4 separate regions of the Hordeum vulgare genome follow, and regions 2, 3 and 4 are each linked to region 1. Evidence: chromatin contacts called from public Hi-C data. All regions are on one chromosome and are shown on one strand. Each heading gives the region's core, a stretch centred on a gene start, on an enhancer-like site or on the middle of the called end of the contact. The rest is flanking DNA. Distances are from core to core; before and after follow the strand shown.

Region 1 (4,637 bases), core at 1,016-3,515:
AAACACCTAGTGATTTTGTGATGCAAAACATGTAATTAATTGAGAGGAAGCTCAACTCCACAAACAGCAAACTAAATTCTGGTCATCCTTTACTATACGTGAACTGACATAGTGAGGAAAGACATAAATGTTTTCAAGGTTGCAGACCCCAATTTCCCGAGTCCTGTTCACCACCCAAAAAACCAAAACAGCTCATGCATAACCAGATATGTGGTGAACACTGAACAGAGGTGGGAACGGGGGAGGAGAGAGATCTTAAAGAGGGTAAACTTCTGATTCTCTGTAGTCTTCATACAGGTATAGATTGATTACTGTGGTTGATAGAGAAAGAAGTTGCACATGGAGGAAAACGACGTGGTTTCAGATATCACATCATCATAAGAAGCTATAGTAAAGCAGTTGTGGGAGCTATGACTTCTATCTATACCTACGCAAAGTAATGGCAACATTTGTGTCATTCTATCCAAACCAACCCAAGTAAGGTGTAAGATCAAGATCTTGGATTTCACCCAGCTTCAGAGCCGGAATTGTTGAGGAGCTCAGTGATCCATAAGGGACCGAAGTTACCAGTTTGGGATAGCTTAAGGCCCTTAAGTCCTTCAGGTAAAGCTTGTGCTCTCCCAAAAGGCATGAAAATGTAGCTGTAAAATGATGCAAGTTCAGTGCTAGAACATTAGGGAAGGTGGCAAAGGGATACTGTGCAAGAGCTGTTGCTTTATAACTTATATAAACTATACACCTTCCATTAAATAAATAAAAAAGGTGATGACGGGACTTATCTTTCAGACTGAGGAAGATCGACAGCTTATGTAGGCAGATCTTAGGAGTCAAAAATTTCCAAAGTTTACCTTGTTCAAAAGGAAAGCTTTTACAGGACTGGAGGAAGTATACAATCAATCTTTATATTGCTCAGATCATCCCATAGAGCTGTTTTAAATTTCTGGATTGTACAGCAAATTCTCTACTAACTCTAATAGAAAGCAAATGTTTAGACCTTGTTTCCATTTCCAAAGCAGGCATGGTAGACTTTGAAATACATAATTTGTTTTTATTATGCATGGATTATTTCTGTGCATAAAAGATAAAGCAAAGAGTAGAGAAGGAATATAAATGGATCTTTTCGGGTTCAGAAACAAGCTGATTCTTCAAATACTCCCATTTGTTTTAGTTATAGACCAATAATGCCGGGCACTAGCTTTAACATTGGTCAACCTAGGATTTGCTAATCACAGATGTGCATGTGGACCCATTAATTCCCTATAAAGCATGTACTGGATCATATTCAGATACAATTGGATTGATATCTAATAACCTTGCTTATTTGCCTTCACTCAAGGAGATGCCTTTGGCATACACGAGTACAACAGAAACTGACAAACGACAACGCACACAATTCAATTACATGTGTAACATCAATGAGCAGTAAGCAACATTAGGAAACAAAATTAATTGCATCCGGAATTCAAATTGAAAAGGAGCACAAATTAACCTTCTGTGCGCCATAAACCGCAGCGTAAGGCCCTCCATACTGCCCGACAGCACCCTGTGCCGCATTGCCGCCAAACTGACGGCCATCAGTGCCACCAGCTGCAGCAGTAGATGCCGCATACCCACCGCTACCAGGCTGCCAAAACCCAACCAAAATGGCGCAAGTGTTTGCACGCATATATCAGAACCTTGCAACATTAGATAGGGTTTGCCGATCAAAGCATCAGATGAGTTTTCCAGAGCGGCTTACAATTTTGCCGTACGGTTGCTGCGCACCATACTGCGGCGGCTGGCCGTAGGGATTGGGCCCTTTCTTCGGAAACATTGCAGATGTGACCGCCTCAGATCCTGTGGATCACAAGACCCGACCGAAACACCGCGCGGAAGCAAGCCAACACAGACGGCCGGCGCAGCTGCACACAAGCTTCTGCAGGGAAAAATATATCCTATCAATTACATATGCGGCGGAAAATTCATCAGTAATCAATCCAGGACAACCACGCACGCGGGCATGACCGGGACGGACCAGGCGATTTAGTTGCTGACAAATACAGAAAAGGTGAAACCCATGGACTTCTAGGGCTTACCTGTGGAGCGTGGACGAGGAGGCTATGCGTTGGGATGCTGAGATAGTCTTCGAAAGAGATTGGGCTCAGCAGAAGACAACGTCGGCAGCGGCGCCGTGGTGAACGGCGGGATCGGCGGCGGTGGAGGACGAAGAGAAGGGGTTGGGAAACTGGGGTTCAGGCTAGTTGTACATCGGTCTGAACGAAGGATGTGCAAGCGCAGCGTAACTGCCAAAGATATCCTAGCAGGAATTCTGTTGGGCCGCGTTGAGTGCCCGATGATAGTTTGGGCTGGACATGGAACGAGACTTGGCCCATCCGAGTATAACAACGGCCTTGCAGCCTACTGATTCATATGGACAGCCTAAAAATATTAGTACTTATCAATATGGGTCTCCCTTGGAAGTGATCGCAGAAAATTCTTGCAGAACTCATTTGTGAAGAACAATCAGCTTTTTTCCATGTCGTTTGATTACTATACTGACAACATTATATATGTCGAATGTCTCATCGTGGATCACGTCGTCAAGCCACCCGGTCGCTCTCTCTAGTTGAGAAGGTTGGCAATGTTGATAGAGGCTCAAATAGAAATGCTAATGGTTTTTATCTATGGATATGGAGGAGGTATTGTCCCTTAGGATGGCCTTTTTTGAATAAAACCATTAGGATGGCTTCTTTGACATCCCATCAAGTTCAACCAGGTTCCTAATGAAATAGTTTAGTAGCAACGATTGGTATGCACACGAGGAAGCTTAGATGATTCTAGCGTTCATCAAGGCGGATAACAAGAATATAGACAATCATATTATCATCTGGAACAGTTCCACACCGGTTGATACAAGTAAGACTCCCATCCAGCCAAGTCGCTTCTTCTACAAAGTTTGTCAAGACGCCTTCAAAGCAGAGCGATGTTGTAGTTATCAAGAGATGTTAGACATGGCGTAAATTAAATTCCCCCCTTCAATGTTGTGGGTTGCTTTACGGCTGAACTTGATGATTTATGAGATGCCTTTGAATTTGTACAATATATAGGCATTTTATTGCCTTGCTTATGTTGTATTGTTGAGGATTCCAATATAAATTTTTGTGTTGTTTCCACTAACCTTATTGCAGCCAAGAATAAAGACCCAATTTCAGGTACTCCAGTTTTATCTATTAAAATAGGAGATCATAATTGTTATGGGCTATGTGATTTGGGATTCAGTGCTAGTGCTATTCCTTTTTTCACTTTATCAAGAGATTATGAATGAGATTCTACCATGTGAAATTGAAGAAGTTGATGTTACTATTCATCTCGCAAACAAAGAAACTATCTCTCCTATTGGAATTGTATGAGATGTTGAAGTTCTATGTGGAAAGGTAAAGTATCCTATCGACTTTCTAGTACTTGGTTCAGTACAAGATAGTTTTTGCCCTATTATCTTTGGTAGGCCTTTTCTCAAAACTTGTGGAGCTATTATAGATTGGAGGAAAGGAAAAGTATCTGTTGAATTTAATGGTGAGCCATATGAATTTTACTTTTCTAAATTCTCGAAGCAAACTCGTGGTATTGATCTACTTAGTAATGATAAAATTATTGAAGAGATTGCTTCTATTGCTATTCCTCCAAATGATCCTTTGCAGCAATTTATGGAAAACCACGAGAATGATATGCATATGGAGGAAATGAATGAGCTAGATGACATATTCTTGAGACAACCTGCTATCCTGAAGCACAACCTTCTGGTTGAGCCTTTGGGGATTTTATCGAAACCAAAAGAAGACCCGGTGTTTGATCTTAAACCTCTTCCCAGTACGCTTAAGTATGCGTATTTAGATGAAAAGAAAGTATATACTGTTATGATCAATAACCTTTCAGGATATGAAGAAGAGCGATTATTGGAAGTCCTTCGTAAACACCGAGGCGCTATTGGTTATACCCTTGATGATCTTAAGGGGATTAGTCCATCTATTTGTCAGCATACTATCAATCTTGAGCCTGATGCTAAACCGGTTGTTGATCATCAACGACGGTTAAACCCGAAGATGGAGGATGTTGTGAGGACCGAAATCTTCAAGCTTCTAGCCGCACGTATTATCTACCCTATAACTGATAGTAAGTGGGTATGTCCAGTACATTGTGTTCCCAATAAAGGAGGTACGACTGTGGTTCCTAACGATAAGAATGAACTAATACCTCAAATAATTGTTATTGTATATAGAATGTGTATTGATTACAAGAAGCTGAACAAGGCAACCAGGAAGGACCACTACCCGCTGCCGCTCATCGACCAAATGCTTGAAAGGTTATCCAAAAACACTCACTTTTGCTATCTTGATGGGTACTCTGGCTTCGCTCAAATTCATGTTAATACTGCCGATCAAGAGAAGACCACTTTTACTTGTCCCTTTGGTACTTATGCTTATAGACGTATGCCTTTTGGTTTATGCAATGCTCCTGCTACTTTTCAAAGGTGTATGTCCGCTATCTTTCATGGTTTTTGTGAGGAAATTGTGAAGGTCTTCATGGACGATTTCTCCGTCTATGGAACCTCTTTTGACCATTGTCTCCACAACCTTAATAAAGTTTTGCAGAGATGTGAG
Region 2 (4,637 bases), core at 1,203-3,702, 980 kb before region 1:
ATTTGAAGCATGCTAGGGGATGTTCATGGATGGATTGGTAGTATGCTTGGATGTTTATGGATGTATTGGTAGTATGCTTGGATGTTTATGGATGAATTAGTAGTGTGCTTGCATGTATGGTATGGTAATGTGCAAGTGTTGAACAAGATGATCCAAAGTGTCCATGATTAGTGTTGTCCTGAACTAGATCATCCATGTGTTCATATTTTATAGCTAGTTCATATTGTTGATGTGTAGTGTGATGTCCATGTTTACAGCTAGTTCATACTGTCCATCTATAGTGTCATGTCCATGTTTACAGCTAGTTCATATTGTCGATGTGTGTTGTGTTGTAGGACATGAGCACGTAGAAGTATAGTGTGACCATCGTGTCGTCCAAGAGCCCGTTCCCAGCGTTCTACGTCGAGGACTCCTAGGCTAACATCAAACAGATCCCTCTTGATTCAGAAGTTTTCGAGGTGCCGCCTACGGTTCCTCCATTTGTGCTGGATCAGCCCAATGTTGTGTCTCATGTGGCTGCTCGAAAGGCAGACGCAAAGGAGAACAAGGATGGCAGGGTGTGCAGCATGAAATGGAAGTCGTTCGTCTCCACTTTTGTGGATAACAAGATGTGTGAGATCATATCTAGTGGAGTAAGGACTGACAAGGGGTTCAAAGAGGTGCATATGAACTCTGTGGCAAAGCAAAACTTCGAGTTTTGTGGACACGAGGTCACCTCAATCCAGGTCTACAACTACCTGAGCAAGTGGGGAACGGGGTGGACCATCTCCTCAAAGTTGAGAGACCTGAGTGGTGCTTCATGGGATGAGGAGACCTGCACGATCATGTTGGAGGCAAAGCACTACCAAGGCCGCATAGCGGTTAGCTCACAAACCATGCCATTCTAACTAATCATCTCCTATGAACCATTTACATACTAACTAACCACCACTCTACCATGTTTCTTTCTTAGGATCACCCCAAGGACGGAGAGATCCTCAACACACCTATTCAGAATTACCACCAGGTGCAACAGGTCTTCTCCTTTGTGCTTGCCACCGACAAGCATGCCATGGGCTCTGGTCAGCTGTTGGGCTCGTCGATGCCGCTGATGCCCCCGATGCCCGAGTATCCAGACACCCAGGAGTCATACACCATCAACATTGCTGCTCCTGAGAAGGAAGGTCAGCACGTTCCTATGCTTTATAGGAAGAGGAAGCAGGCATGCTTCATGGAGGAGGAGCTAACCGTCTTCAGAAGCATGACTCACGCTGTGAAGGAAGTGGTCATCACCATCATGGAGAGCAAGATGGTCAACATCCACCTTGAGATCTACGGCACCGTGATGGACCAGATCGGCTTTAGCCCAGAGGCTCTCATGGTGGCTCTCAACCACCTGCTTGACAACAAAGCCGAGTGTGTTGGGTTTGTTGCCATGGGAGAGGCTCACGGGGTGTTGACTGAGGACATGAGTGGGTAAGCACTACTACTAGTGTCGTTTCTGCTGGTGGCGACGACGTGCATGATCCTCCACGATGACGATGACGACGTCTATTTTGTGTGGTCAGGTATTTGGAACAATCTCATGGTCTATATATTTTTGATGAGATGGTATATACTGACCCCTCACAGTGATCCGTACGGTGATCACCACCTTGCGATGGTGGGATTACACCCTCTTTTGAATGCGGTGGTAGGATGACACCGACGTAGTGGTAGGTTGAACTTGGTATGTGGTATGATCATGCATGCTTACTAATGCTCTTATGCTCCATTGCTTATGTGCTTGTTGCTTCATTGCTTGCTCCCAAGAGTGCTCCATTGCTTATGTGTTTGTTGCTTCATTGCTTGATTCTAGAGTACTTCATTGCTTGTTGCTTCAAAATATTGCTCATTTGCACTGCTAGGACAAGTGGTATATCGTATTCGAAGGGAGGGTTCTAGGGGCTTATAGTTCATGGAAAGGTTGCGACAAACAAGTTTCAAGGTACAACAACCAAAAGCCACAGAGGGTTTAAAACTAGACAGGAGGCAAAAGATGCTTACTCCAAGTATGTGCTAGAAGGAGGGATGCAGCAAGGTTGAGGTTGCCAATATGGATCGTCTGTTTGGGCTGAAGAACTTCATCATTTTCGTCGAGTTCATCACCATTATAGTGTTTTGATGCTAGTGTGCTCAGTGTGATCGTGTGTAAGTTGTTGTCGTAGTGGGTAAGCTCATCAAATGGGATACAAGGTAAGCACAACGGTATGCTCGTATGAAATCAAACAACATGCACTCGTGTGACGACATACAATACGAGCAACTAAACATAGAGCAAAGAGGCATCGCTATGATACAGGAAAAGTATATGTGGTCAATCAATCAATCGTGCAAATGATGATTTTTTGTCTGCATATATTCAACCAGGCTCTAGTAGGTTAAATATGCAAAGTGAAACGATGGAACCAACCAAACGCGCCCTTAGCGACATGCGGTAGGCATGTATGTGATGTCTGTTGTGCACCAGGTCTTTATGGTTCTCACGCGTGCGACCTCTATATATATCGTCTCACCCCTCTCTGGCTCACACTTGACTTCTCTCTCCTTGCCTCCCCCTCCTCCTCGTCTTCTTCCCACCCACACAGGCTACACAAGGTTTTTCCTCCCCTCTCAACTACCCAACACGCCTGCCGATTTTATTTCAGGACATTTTTCCTAACGATCTTCACGCCAAAGCTTCTCGCCATCTTGCCGTTTATTCGGCCGTAGCAAAGCACTGAATCTTCAAATGGGTGTGTGTGTTTCTTGCAGAGCGGCGACGGAGGAGATGGCAGGCTGCGGTGAAGCCAAGACATCATCGGTTTCCATGGATGAAGAGGTGAGTTCCCATACCATAGCCTGTGTGAATCGCTTGCCGGCAAAAAACAGTCATGCATGATCGGTCGATGATTACAATTTGTAACTTCTTCTTTCGGTAGTCTCCGATTGCAATGGTTTCCTTGGTCAAGCCTTGTGAATTATGGGAGGCTTGTAGTTAGTAACTTGGTAGAGAGATCGGTGGAGTGAGTAATACGTTCAGATATTCGCTGTACATGAACGCCATTGATGCATAACGGAGAAAGCTTGGGAGTCTTAACCAACCCAACTTGGAAAACAGGGCTTGCTTAGGTTAGGAAGCTGTTCTCGGTGAGCATAATCCTGTGCCCTGTCCCTGTCCACCCTACTCTGACATAAATATGCAGAGCAAGCCCGTCAGTTATCTCTGTTCAAGCGTGTCGATCGCGTGTAGCATAAGAATCAGCGGGCATAGAAGAGGAATTCTTAGGAGCCTGTTTGATTGGTTGTAGTGCTCTGCTAGCCACTAAACAAAATGGCTAACTTTGTCAGTTTTCTGATGCTAAAAGTTGGTATTTGGGTGCTTCTTAATTTGGAACTTGAGTGCTACTAGAAGCGGTTTTAACCCGCAAGACTGCGGTTTTAACCATTCAGAGGAAGTTCCTAGAGAGCATTACCTAACTCGGTCCTTGATGAAGACGCTCTTATCCTCGACACCTACTTCGCAAACCTGCAATGTCCTAATCTATTAAAGATTCTGCACCATTTGTTACTTCAAGTACGCACCGCTATAGGTTACGTGCAACCATTGCAGATTGCTCCTACTGACACCGCGCGCACCAGCATTTGCTAACAACGTACTTCAGTACCAAGAAGGAACTAATGAAGGATCAATCATGCGTGCGATTCGAGAATCTATTGACCGATCAAAAAGGCTGTGAAGGGAACAAAGATGATGCGTGTATGCGTCCATGATGGCTGACGGGCTGCCGCTTGTCCGCGCACGCCGCTGCTGTCACACTTTCACTGACCGCCACACTGGCCCTGCCCAAGCAAGAATCTCTCACCTGGCCTGCGTCATCTCTGCAGCTGCATCGGCCAGCTACGCAGGAGTAGTACTACGAACGAACAAACACCTGTGGTGTGGTACCTTCCTTCCCATATCAACAGTTCACCAATCACCACGACGCCAAGAAGTCGACACGACGGCGGCAACGAAACGAGCCCTCTGGTCTGGATCGATCGGACGGACGGAGCCTGTCGCTCTCGTGGGCTTTGTTAGGGGATCGCCATCGCTAGATCGCTCACATGTTTTCAGTGCCTTCTCGTGGACCGGAGGTAACCACGTCGATCACCACGATCTTGTTGTTGGTTTGGCGCCCTCCTGACCTGTCCCGTGGCCGCGAAAAGTGGGTTCGTGAACGCTGCCGCTTTTGGCCAAAATCTTTCGGCCGGCCGTCGGTTTCGGCGATCGGAAGAAAGGCAGCCGTGCCGACCGATGCCGGCCGGGGACATGGCTCGGTGCGTGCATCATGCACGCCGTCGTGTCGGTCGGGATAGTTGTCTGTCTGTGCCTGGACCCTGAGCATGCATGCATGCATCTTTCTTCCGTCCGTCCAGGGAAGTCGAGTGTGTCGCGGAACCTTGGAACCTGATCCCGTAGCTTTCGGCCCTGTGTCTCTGCTCTGGGATATTTGTTTTTCTCTCATACAGTGTGGTGTCCTGTTCTTCAGGCAAGCATGGAGAGGAAGTTTGGCGGGATTGCGCCCAAGAAGCCTCTCATATCAAAGGTATGCGATTAATTTTCTCATGGCGCTCTCATATCAACGCAATGCTAGTGT
Region 3 (4,637 bases), core at 785-3,284, 900 kb after region 1:
GTCGTCTTGATGCTCAATCGGCCGAATGTCACTCGGGAAGCAAAATTCTAGCATTTTGAATACAGTTTCGGTCCATAAGATGAGATTGGATAACGATGATATAGTCATCAAAATTGTTTCATTCGGTATTGTAAAACTTCTTCCTTGGGAACACCTTTTCATTTGAATCCATCTCAATAATGTTTTCTTCCATATCAACATCTAGTGTCAACGCCCAACACCTCGATCATTAAATCATCATTGTGTGTAATCTTTTCCTTCCAACTAACAACTGGAATAGTGGCACCAAGGAAGAAGAAGGTAAACGATACGAGTCTATGAAACTAGATTGACAACAAGAACGGATCGAAGATTGAACAGGACGGAAAATAGAAGAAAATGATATAGAATAATGGCTGGATGAAGTATTATGATATACCCCTCGGTCCTATAATATAAGAGCGTTTGTTATATTAATGTAAAAACACTCTTATACTCCCTCTTTCCGAAAATACTTGTCCTACAAATAGATGTATCTAGACTTATTTTAGTTATAGATACATCTATTTTATATATTTTTAGGACAAGTATTTCCGGACGGAGGGAGTGTTATATTATGGAATGAAAGTAGTACACACCGGATACTGAATTTTCCTCTCTTTTCAGGCAATTTCAACCCAAACAAGTTTTTGAATCACGGCACACATCAACGGTCATGGGAGGATGTAGAGCTGCATGTCTCCGCACCTGCGTGTCCACGCGAATTTCCGTCGACCATGATGAATCTAGGTGTGCAGGCCCGTCTCGAAGGTATATACCTCATGTCACTTTCGAGGCATTATACGCACTAATGCAAACGTCACAGCGAGGCATGATACGGAGGGACCGATCGATACGCTGGACCGGGAAGGACACCGAGCGCCGGCCCCGATCGATCGATTTGCCCACCTCGATCGAGCTACTAGAGATCAACAGCCGCAGAGACCGAAAGGGAAGGCTCGGTCGGAACACAGCGTCGTCGATCGAGGCACACGCGGAAATCTTCAGGATTACTCGCCCAAGGCCGAACAGGTCGCCCGGCCCGTTTTTTCTTCCCCGCGAGTACACAGGACAGACACGAACAGCGCAGCTCACGTTGCGTGACAAATCACAGTCGTCGTCATAGCGCAGCTAGCTTGTAGCATGCGTAATGGGAACACACTGGTTATACTGCCCGTGTTTTCCTTTTTGCGAGGAAAAGTACTACGCGTGTTAGGTGCGCGCGTGCGCGTCATGTTGTGTTGCATCAGGTTTGGTCGATGTGCGTATCGTCTTGTGTTGCATCAGATTTGGTTGATGTGTGAATCGTCTTGTGTTGCATCGGATTTGGTCGATGTATTCCGGATCTCATGCTTCGTACAGCAAACGTGAACACTAGGAGATATCTTCCGAATCAATGTATGGAATCATTTTTTCAATACGTACTCCAGTTTCATCTGCATCGCTTTGCCATTTGGCATGCATGCATGGTGATACTCGCTTTATTAACCAAAAAAATACTGTAATGTTTATAGAGATACAAAGTCATTCGTGGATCGGAAAACCATACCAGACGACCAACATGAAGAGATGAAGCATATCTAGGGTAGGGAGCATGTAAGTAGAAGCTCGGGCGGAGAAGATTACGAGCTAGCTAGGAAGAGATGAACCTTGAAGCATATACATCGGAAGCCTTGTTTATATATCTTCTCCATGCAGTTCCGGGATATACAGTAGCTAGTATACGAAATTGTATATCTACGTACTCGGGGCAGCCTGATCTGATGGTAAACAGATACTAGTATTTCGCTTTCCGAAGATCCTCGAGTAAATACACAGTACACGGGGGCCGGTGTGTATAACGATCCATGTGCGCGGACAACGTGGTCGCTGGAGAGGCCGCGAAGAGGACGATGGTGAGGCCTTGCGCCACGACGCCCAAAGGTCCCGGGGCGCCCACGTACCCCTGCCTCCAGCCACACGGCCGCTCAGGCCCCTACTCGGGGCAAAGTTTAATTCCCGATCCTACGTACCAGTAACACCGTCTCCCCGGCCCGGGCCGACGCCTCGCGGTGCTATATTATGGCGCCTTGCCTTGCCGCCTGCGTGGCCGAAGCTAGCTCGATCACCTCCCTAGCTATAGATCAGGGCCGCCAAAGGAAGATCATCGCCCATCCCCTTGATCTCTCACACTAACTCCTTTTGGACGCGAGCGCGGATCGACTACACGTCTACACCCACCGCGCTCGACCTGCTATAGTATCTAGCTAGCTAGCCTCGGCCGGCGACAACGGGCGGTTTGCTCGTGTGTTGGGAGATATATAGGGAGGCTCGTCGTATACAAGGGGATGGGGAGGGCGCCGTGCTGCGAGAAGGTGGGGCTGAAGCGGGGAAGGTGGACGGCGGAGGAGGACGACATACTCGCAAACTACATTGCCCAGCACGGCGAGGGCTCATGGAGGTCTCTACCCAAGAATGCAGGTAAATACTTATGGCATAAGCCCATGCATGTGCGAGCTAGAGCATCATTCATGACTAGTTTAGCTACTTCTTTGCCTGCAGCAGCAGGTACTATATACTTGATTAGCTGAAACTTATAGCACATATTAACTAGGAATTTCATCACTACCATGCATGCATGTATGTTAATCTGTTCCTGCTCCCATTGTATACAGGGCTACTGAGGTGTGGCAAGAGCTGCAGGCTGCGGTGGATCAACTACCTGAGAGACGGGGTGAGGAGGGGCAACATCTCCAAGGAGGAGGACGACCTCATCGTCAAACTTCATGCCACCCTTGGCAACAGGTACGAGTCTGTGGATGCTCCTAATTTCGTTTACCTTTAATTTTAACAGGTAGTAACTCGCTATACACATAATTAATGAGTAATAAAAGTTCCATACCGCATGCATCTATCGGCAGGCGAGCCTTTTTAAAAAAAATAAAAAATGAGAGTCACAGGCTCACAACCACATGGATCATGGATCAGTCCAAAAGAGGTAAGTAAAAATAGTGCTAGTGCATTGACTACTGTTTCTGGCAGCACATGACTTTGTCACCTGCGGTCAGAAACTGGCAACCGTGAAAATGCTCCGATGGAATATGATTAGTAAAAGAGCTCTGTAGGCCGTATGCGTGTACCACAAAATTAGACGACATCCGACTGTTTAGGTCGAGAGTTCAGATATCACATCCAGTATGCTACTGTACATAAACTTGTACTACAACGTCCGACAGTTCGTGTTGAGAGTTGAGGCATCACGTCTAATACGCTACTATACATAAATCATGCTGTACTGCTCGTCTCATGACTGAGAATTAACACATGCGTCACTTCGTTTTCTCGTCCGTCGTCGTTTCATGTGCTTTTTCTACTGTGCATAATTAATATAATGCTGTCTTTTCTGTCAGGTCACTTTTTAGCTATAGTGTGTTCGTCGCTAGTTGCGTCCAAACCTATGGCGGAAGGGCATGGCGCGTCTGCAGTCTGATCGCTCCTCTCTATCGCCATAAATGCACGAAACCTTCTAGCCTCTAGGCAACACACGCGCGTCCTGCATGGCCAGCCCGGCCCTCTCTGTCAAGAAAGGTAGCCAAGCTCGGTAATTTGTAGAGCGTGGAGAGATACACGTAGGCGGATGCATGGTCTGTCAATGCTTGACTACATATTTGTGTCTTCAGTGCCCGCACGTAGTCCCTTTAACTCCAACACAAACTTGCTTGCCTATAGTACGTAAAAAAAAACTATTTCTTTCCCTTTCTGTCTAGAAAAAAACACCTGCACGGGACGTGATCAGTGATGTATGCTTTCCCGTGTTGAAACGCATATATAACGCACAAGATAGCTACCGCTAGCAGCTAGCCAGTGGGATTTTCAACACCTAGGTCCAATCCCCTTTCTGTCTCTCCACCTAGGTCCAATCAGTGGGATTTTCAACATATGTGTATTCATTAAAAAATATGTTTTTTGCGGGGTCAATTAGAAAATACTGCCATTGTTTTTATTTATTCTGCATATTAGTTTGTACTAAATTAAACTTTATAAAGTTTGATCAAGTTTATAGGTAACAATTTAAACTTTTACAATACTCCTAACAAATATATGTGATATAAAAGTATATTGAATGATGATTGTAATAGTAATGATTGGTATGTGGATGTTAATAATTTGTTACATAAACTTGGTCAATGTTTGACTCGAAACAAAGTTAATATGTGAAGTAAACAAAAATGAAGGGAGTATATATTATTAGTAAAAAGTAAAAAAAATTTATTGCAACACAACAAAAAATATTCTCATGTAAATATTGCAACAATATTACCTCGTTCCAAATAGTACCATCAGATTTGTCGTGCAAACATTTCCATTCTTTTCTGACAATTTGTACCTATAAATTTAAATAATGTTATGAGGAACATATTGAACCACATGATTGTGTCTTTTTTGTGTGTGTTTTTTGTGTGTGTGTCCAGAATAGCATATTTAAGAAAGAAGGGAGTAGATGACTTCAAGGAAAACATATAACAAATATCTCTCTCCACTTTCCAACTAAAAAATCTCCCCCTTTCTAACTTTTTTGGGCTCTCTCTCTCTCTCCCTCTCTAACTTTCATTGCTGATAATTTGAACCAAGCGAAAATA
Region 4 (4,637 bases), core at 1,276-3,775, 800 kb after region 1:
CGAGTTACTCAGAGGGAAAATACCATAGTACCATACCACATCATAATCATTTTAATGCATGTTGACTCATAAGATAGCAATTTTCAAATTTACGAGTGGTGGGCGGAAAAACCATCCCATCATTGCTATTAGCTTAGTAGTGGTGGGCGCGAGTTTGCGCATGTCACTCGTAACACGTGTCCAAATGTTTCACGGGAGAATTCTTATCGGTGACGGGCACAAAACAACAGCCGTCACTCGTACTTGAGTTACCTATGGCGGGCAGCAACACATACCAACCATTGGTATTTTTGGTCCTGGAGTAAATTTGCCCAAAAATATCAGTGACGGTCGGGAGTACATGCCTGCCAGTGGTAACTCAACCACTAATGGCGGGCCTCGGACATCACCCGCCACACGTAAATAGTGCCATGGATTGATGACATGGTTCACATCCATCTATATATCTAAAGAAAAGGAGAAGGGAAAATGAAAAAGGAAATGAGCCACCCACCACATGTACGGAACCACACATCTCTCTCCCGCGAATCCCTCACTCCCGTGAACCCCTCTCCCTCACCGCTAATACCACCCATGTCGATGCATTCTAGTGAGCTTCGTTGGCGTGCATGACGCCCCCAAGCTCCCCATGGTCCGCTCCTTCCTCACCTCTGACCAGATTCGGGGCTCAAGCCCTCCATCCTGCCCCATGGCGAGCTACGTTATCAAGCATTGTCCCTAATGTTCGCTAGGATCTGCCACTTCCAGTGACGATGAGGCTAGAGGGTATCACATTCGACACCTGCGTGGTTGGGTAGGTACTTCCCTCCTTCCTTACCTTGATTTTGCCACCCCACCTCACCTCACCTTCACCTTCTATCCTCTCCTTTGTTGTAGGTCACCATGATGTAGAGACAGCGATGCCGTCAGGAGGGCGCCGACTTTGTCCTGCGCGAGAAGGAAGAGAAATGGCGTACTCTAACGCCGAAGATGCAATCCTATCCTTATTTTTTGGCATGAGGGTCTCGGCCAGGATAGAAGCGCTTCTCGTCGTTCCGCAAGAATGGATATCATTACAAGTACATGTAAAAAAGAGATGAATATATGGAATTGGCTTACACTCACCACAAGCTAATCATGAACATCTCAATAGAGCAATATATTCAATCACCATCGAGAAGAGCAGGGTACGACAACAGATGAAATCAAACGAATAAAACAACGTCCATCCTTGCTATCCCAGGCTGCCGCCCTGGAACCCATCCTAGATTGATGATCATGAAGAAGAAGAAACTCCAAATAGAACAATCATCGCGCTCACGTCAAGTATCACTTTACCTATACCTACAACTGTTGTTGTACTAATCTGTGAGCCATAGGGACTCAGCAATCTCATTTCCAAAGGTATCAAGACCAGCAAAGCTTAATGGGTGAGGTATGGTTAACTGGTCAGGCTGCAACAAGCAACTAAGCATTTACTTGAGTGTCTAACTTACGAGTATAAGGATAAGAGGGGGTGATCGAGCAAGGTCGCCCGATGTGCCGACGATCCCCAGAGGATCAACGTTTCTCGTTCTCACGTCACAACAAATGAGCGATTGTTACCATGCAAAAACACCGAGTTGCCCCGGGTAGCGTTAATAAGCTGCTCTGGGTTGGACCAACACTCATGAGGAGCACTGGCCCGGGGGTTGATTAATTATCCACGGAGGTCGATGGATCCCTATGAAATTTTATTAATTATTAGGCAAATGTAGTGCCAATGTTGATGTAACAGCCCGAACCGACGCTCTGGAAGATTCCCTTTCGTTCCATTGTTGCCTTGTGATTTATTTGGTTGTCGCGGTCTTCATCGCATCATTCGCATCATGCGCATAGCGCTGTCATTCCATTACCGTCATTTTTCAAAACTTGCATCCGTTATTAGTTGATGGTCCTCTCCGTTTTTGTCGTTGACCATTTGAGACCAACCACATACGCGCGCCCGTGGCACCAATAATATTTTGTTTTTTAAAAGTGTGTATAATTTTTTTTCGGATTGGGTTGAAAGTTTCCAGGTGGTCTTCTTTTAATGTAGGTAGGCTGCCTACCAAATTCGTTGCAATAGGAGTCAATTTGATACGAGAACCATTAAATGTATAGCGACACTATAGTCGTCAAATTGTTGGACGTTTTCGGTTTATAAAAACTCTTTCATGGGCCACAACCTTCTCTCTCATCCCCACCTAGCCCATCTACACAACCCACTAGACCCACCTAGCCCGTTCCTCCATTCATGGTCGTCGGATCGCGATCGGACGGACGAGGTCCATTCCAACATAAACCATTCCCTATATAAATCCACCTTGTGAAGAGAGATTCTCACTCAACTAGGATTCCCCTAGCCAAATTTGCAGCCGTCCCCTAAAACACCCTTACTTCTAGCCCCACATCCCTCCAATCCCAAGATCCCCACTCCCTCTCCAATTTCAGCCCTCAGATCTGAAATTAGAGGGTCCATATTCGTCCTCCAGCCCCGTCGGACATGTCCGTGGCCGACGTGGACATGTCCGGGCGACCCCAGTGCCCCAAGCACCTGCCTCCAGCCAGTGTTGCCTCTCTTTCCCACGGCCCTTGCTGGAGCACCGCCCGGCCGGCCACCTGAGCGTGCCGCCGCGCCCCTTGCCGCCTCAGCCGACCACCGCGGCGCGCCCCCGTCCGAGCCGCGATCAGCCGCGCGTGTCGTTGCTCCTCCCTGTGTCCGCCATGCACGCCTCCCATCTCGGTCTCCCCAATCCGATCTGCCAACGCCGGCGATCAGAGCCACCGCCAAGTTTGGAGCCGGGACCTCCACGACTAGATCCTTCGATCCCCGACCTTGCCGCCCTTGGTTGCCCCCGCCATTGCCGGCAACCGCTGTGCAGTCGCCGCCCCTGTAACCCTCCTTGTGCGGGCGCACGAGGAGGACAACGTGCCCGCAGCAACCGCTGCAGGGCCGCCACCTCGTCCAGCCTCGCCGTTGCTGGCCCAGCTCGCGGAATCGGCCTCGAGGCCGAGCTCCCCACCGCACCTCTAGTCGGCATCAGCCTCTCCACCGACTTGGGCCAGAGCTCACTAGGTGAGCAGACCCATCCCCGCTATCAGATCCCCGTGGGCAGTATTTAATATTATGAGCCTAATAGATTCGTCCTAGTTAACGTTTTTCCTATAGAACGATTTTTCCAATTTAATATTATGAGCTCCTAATATATTATGACCAATTTTAATTAAAAAAATGCATCATTTTAAAATGCCAATAACTAATTAACCGTGGGTCGCATGTAAAAACTTTATATATGTAAGATGCTTAGTTTTTGTGTAGATTAATAATTTGCAACTTTCACACATGTTAAAAATATTTAAACGAGTTGTTTGCTTTGTTTTGCATGATGTCATATTAAATTTTTTAATCCGTAGCAAAATAACCGTGCGTCGGATTTAAAAACTTTGTACATAAAAATGTTTAGAATTTTGTGTAGTTTCACAATATTCTACTTTTAACCATGCTAACAATACTTAACTACCTGTTTTCATGTAATTTGCTTTAATTTCATGTCAAAACGGTTTAATTCATAACTAATTAATCATTGCTCCGATTAAAATGTTCCATATATGTAACTTGACTAGAAAAATATGTAGAATGACGTGGTAGCATTTATTTTTTTGTTTAATAACTATAAAATTGTGTAATAGGCAGAATAGTACCGGAACCTTAATTTGCATATGGGACTTTCCGGAATTGTTATTCGTTGTTCTGGCCTCATTTAAACTTGCCTGGAATTTCATGTAGTTTCTTAATAACTTGTTGTATCCATAATTTATATATTTGTGGCTGTCATTTGCATAGATTTTACATCCATGTCATATTATCTTGTGATGATCATATCTTTTAAACCGTAGCTCCGTTTTACGTGATCTATATATATGTAAATTGACTAGAATGACGTGTAGAATCACATGTTTCGTTTTATTTAGTTGTTTAATAAATATAAAATGTTTCTAGTTGATATGTGGACCGGTTTCAAAATTGACATATGAGATCATTTCGGAAATGCTATATATTGTTTCTGGCCTCATTTAAAATGCCTAGATAGTGTAGTTTATTTATGCTTCATTTCTTCCCACATTTAACAACATCTAATTTTGTCGTGTACATAAAGGAGAGTGAACTAAATATTTGAATGCGGAGTTTGGTCAATATGCAACTCGCTGCATATTGAGCTTCATTTAATGTGTAATATTAATTGTTGTGCTTGGCCATGCCTTGCATAATTGAAATGGACATGCATCATATTTAATTGTGCATCTTCTCATGAATATGTTTTGGTGTTTACCGTGTGTTCAATGTTGTTTCCGGATTGCTTCTTCTCAATAGAGTTGCGCAAGTGTGTCGGAGTGTGAGGATTCGTTCGACCATGTTGGTTCGTCTACTTCACGGATTCGTTCTTCTTCCAAGCGGATCACACACAAGATGCTCATTTCCCTAGATACCACTACTATCATTGCTATGCTAGTTGTCTCATTTCTATCTCTATATCTCGCTACCCACAACATAAATGTTAGCCTCCCAACATTTCCATGAAAACCTCTAACCCCCTCCACAACCCAACAAACCCTTGTTTGGCTATGTCAATGCTTTC

The links. Hi-C and Micro-C count contacts between places; a contact is called where the count stands out from the background.
Region 2: a contact with region 1 is called in a Hi-C map of leaf, with 4 times the contacts expected there. The contact joins the promoter of LOC123448841 here to the promoter of LOC123448844 in region 1. A contact is called at or near these places in 4 of 6 Hi-C or Micro-C datasets (leaf and seedling).
Region 3: a contact with region 1 is called in a Hi-C map of leaf, with 10 times the contacts expected there. The contact joins the promoter of LOC123448845 here to the promoter of LOC123448844 in region 1. A contact is called at or near these places in 4 of 6 Hi-C or Micro-C datasets (leaf and seedling) and 1 of 1 datasets of contacts at active chromatin or transcription factors (embryo).
Region 4: a Hi-C map of leaf shows a contact between it and region 1, with 4 times the contacts expected there. The contact joins the enhancer-like site here to the promoter of LOC123448844 in region 1. A contact is called at or near these places in 2 of 6 Hi-C or Micro-C datasets (both in leaf) and 1 of 1 datasets of contacts at active chromatin or transcription factors (embryo).

Annotation. Positions count from the first base shown.
Region 1 is chr4H:433,746,120-433,750,756 of MorexV3_pseudomolecules_assembly, forward strand. It overlaps LOC123448844 (protein SHORT ROOT IN SALT MEDIUM 1-like), which reads right to left and starts at 2,266. Exons shown (of 22, transcript XM_045125867.1): 1 at 2,076-2,266; 2 at 1,739-1,915; 3 at 1,490-1,624. The coding sequence starts at 1,813.
Region 2 is chr4H:432,761,226-432,765,862 of MorexV3_pseudomolecules_assembly, forward strand. LOC123448841 reads left to right here and starts at 2,453. Exons shown (of 7, transcript XM_045125864.1): 1 at 2,453-2,616; 2 at 2,773-2,839; 3 at 4,530-4,586. The coding sequence starts at 2,462.
Region 3 is chr4H:434,646,565-434,651,201 of MorexV3_pseudomolecules_assembly, forward strand. It overlaps LOC123448845 (myb-related protein P-like), which reads left to right and starts at 2,035. Exons shown (of 3, transcript XM_045125868.1): 1 at 2,035-2,478; 2 at 2,673-2,802. The coding sequence starts at 2,346.
Region 4 is chr4H:434,544,081-434,548,717 of MorexV3_pseudomolecules_assembly, forward strand. No RefSeq gene overlaps it. Among protein-coding and RNA genes, the nearest start is that of LOC123448845, 100 kb to the right of the region's middle. Within about 2 kb of position 2,526, at least 3 of the 3 cell types and tissues checked have open chromatin away from gene starts, as enhancers often do. A contact at or near this core is called in leaf, where this site is marked.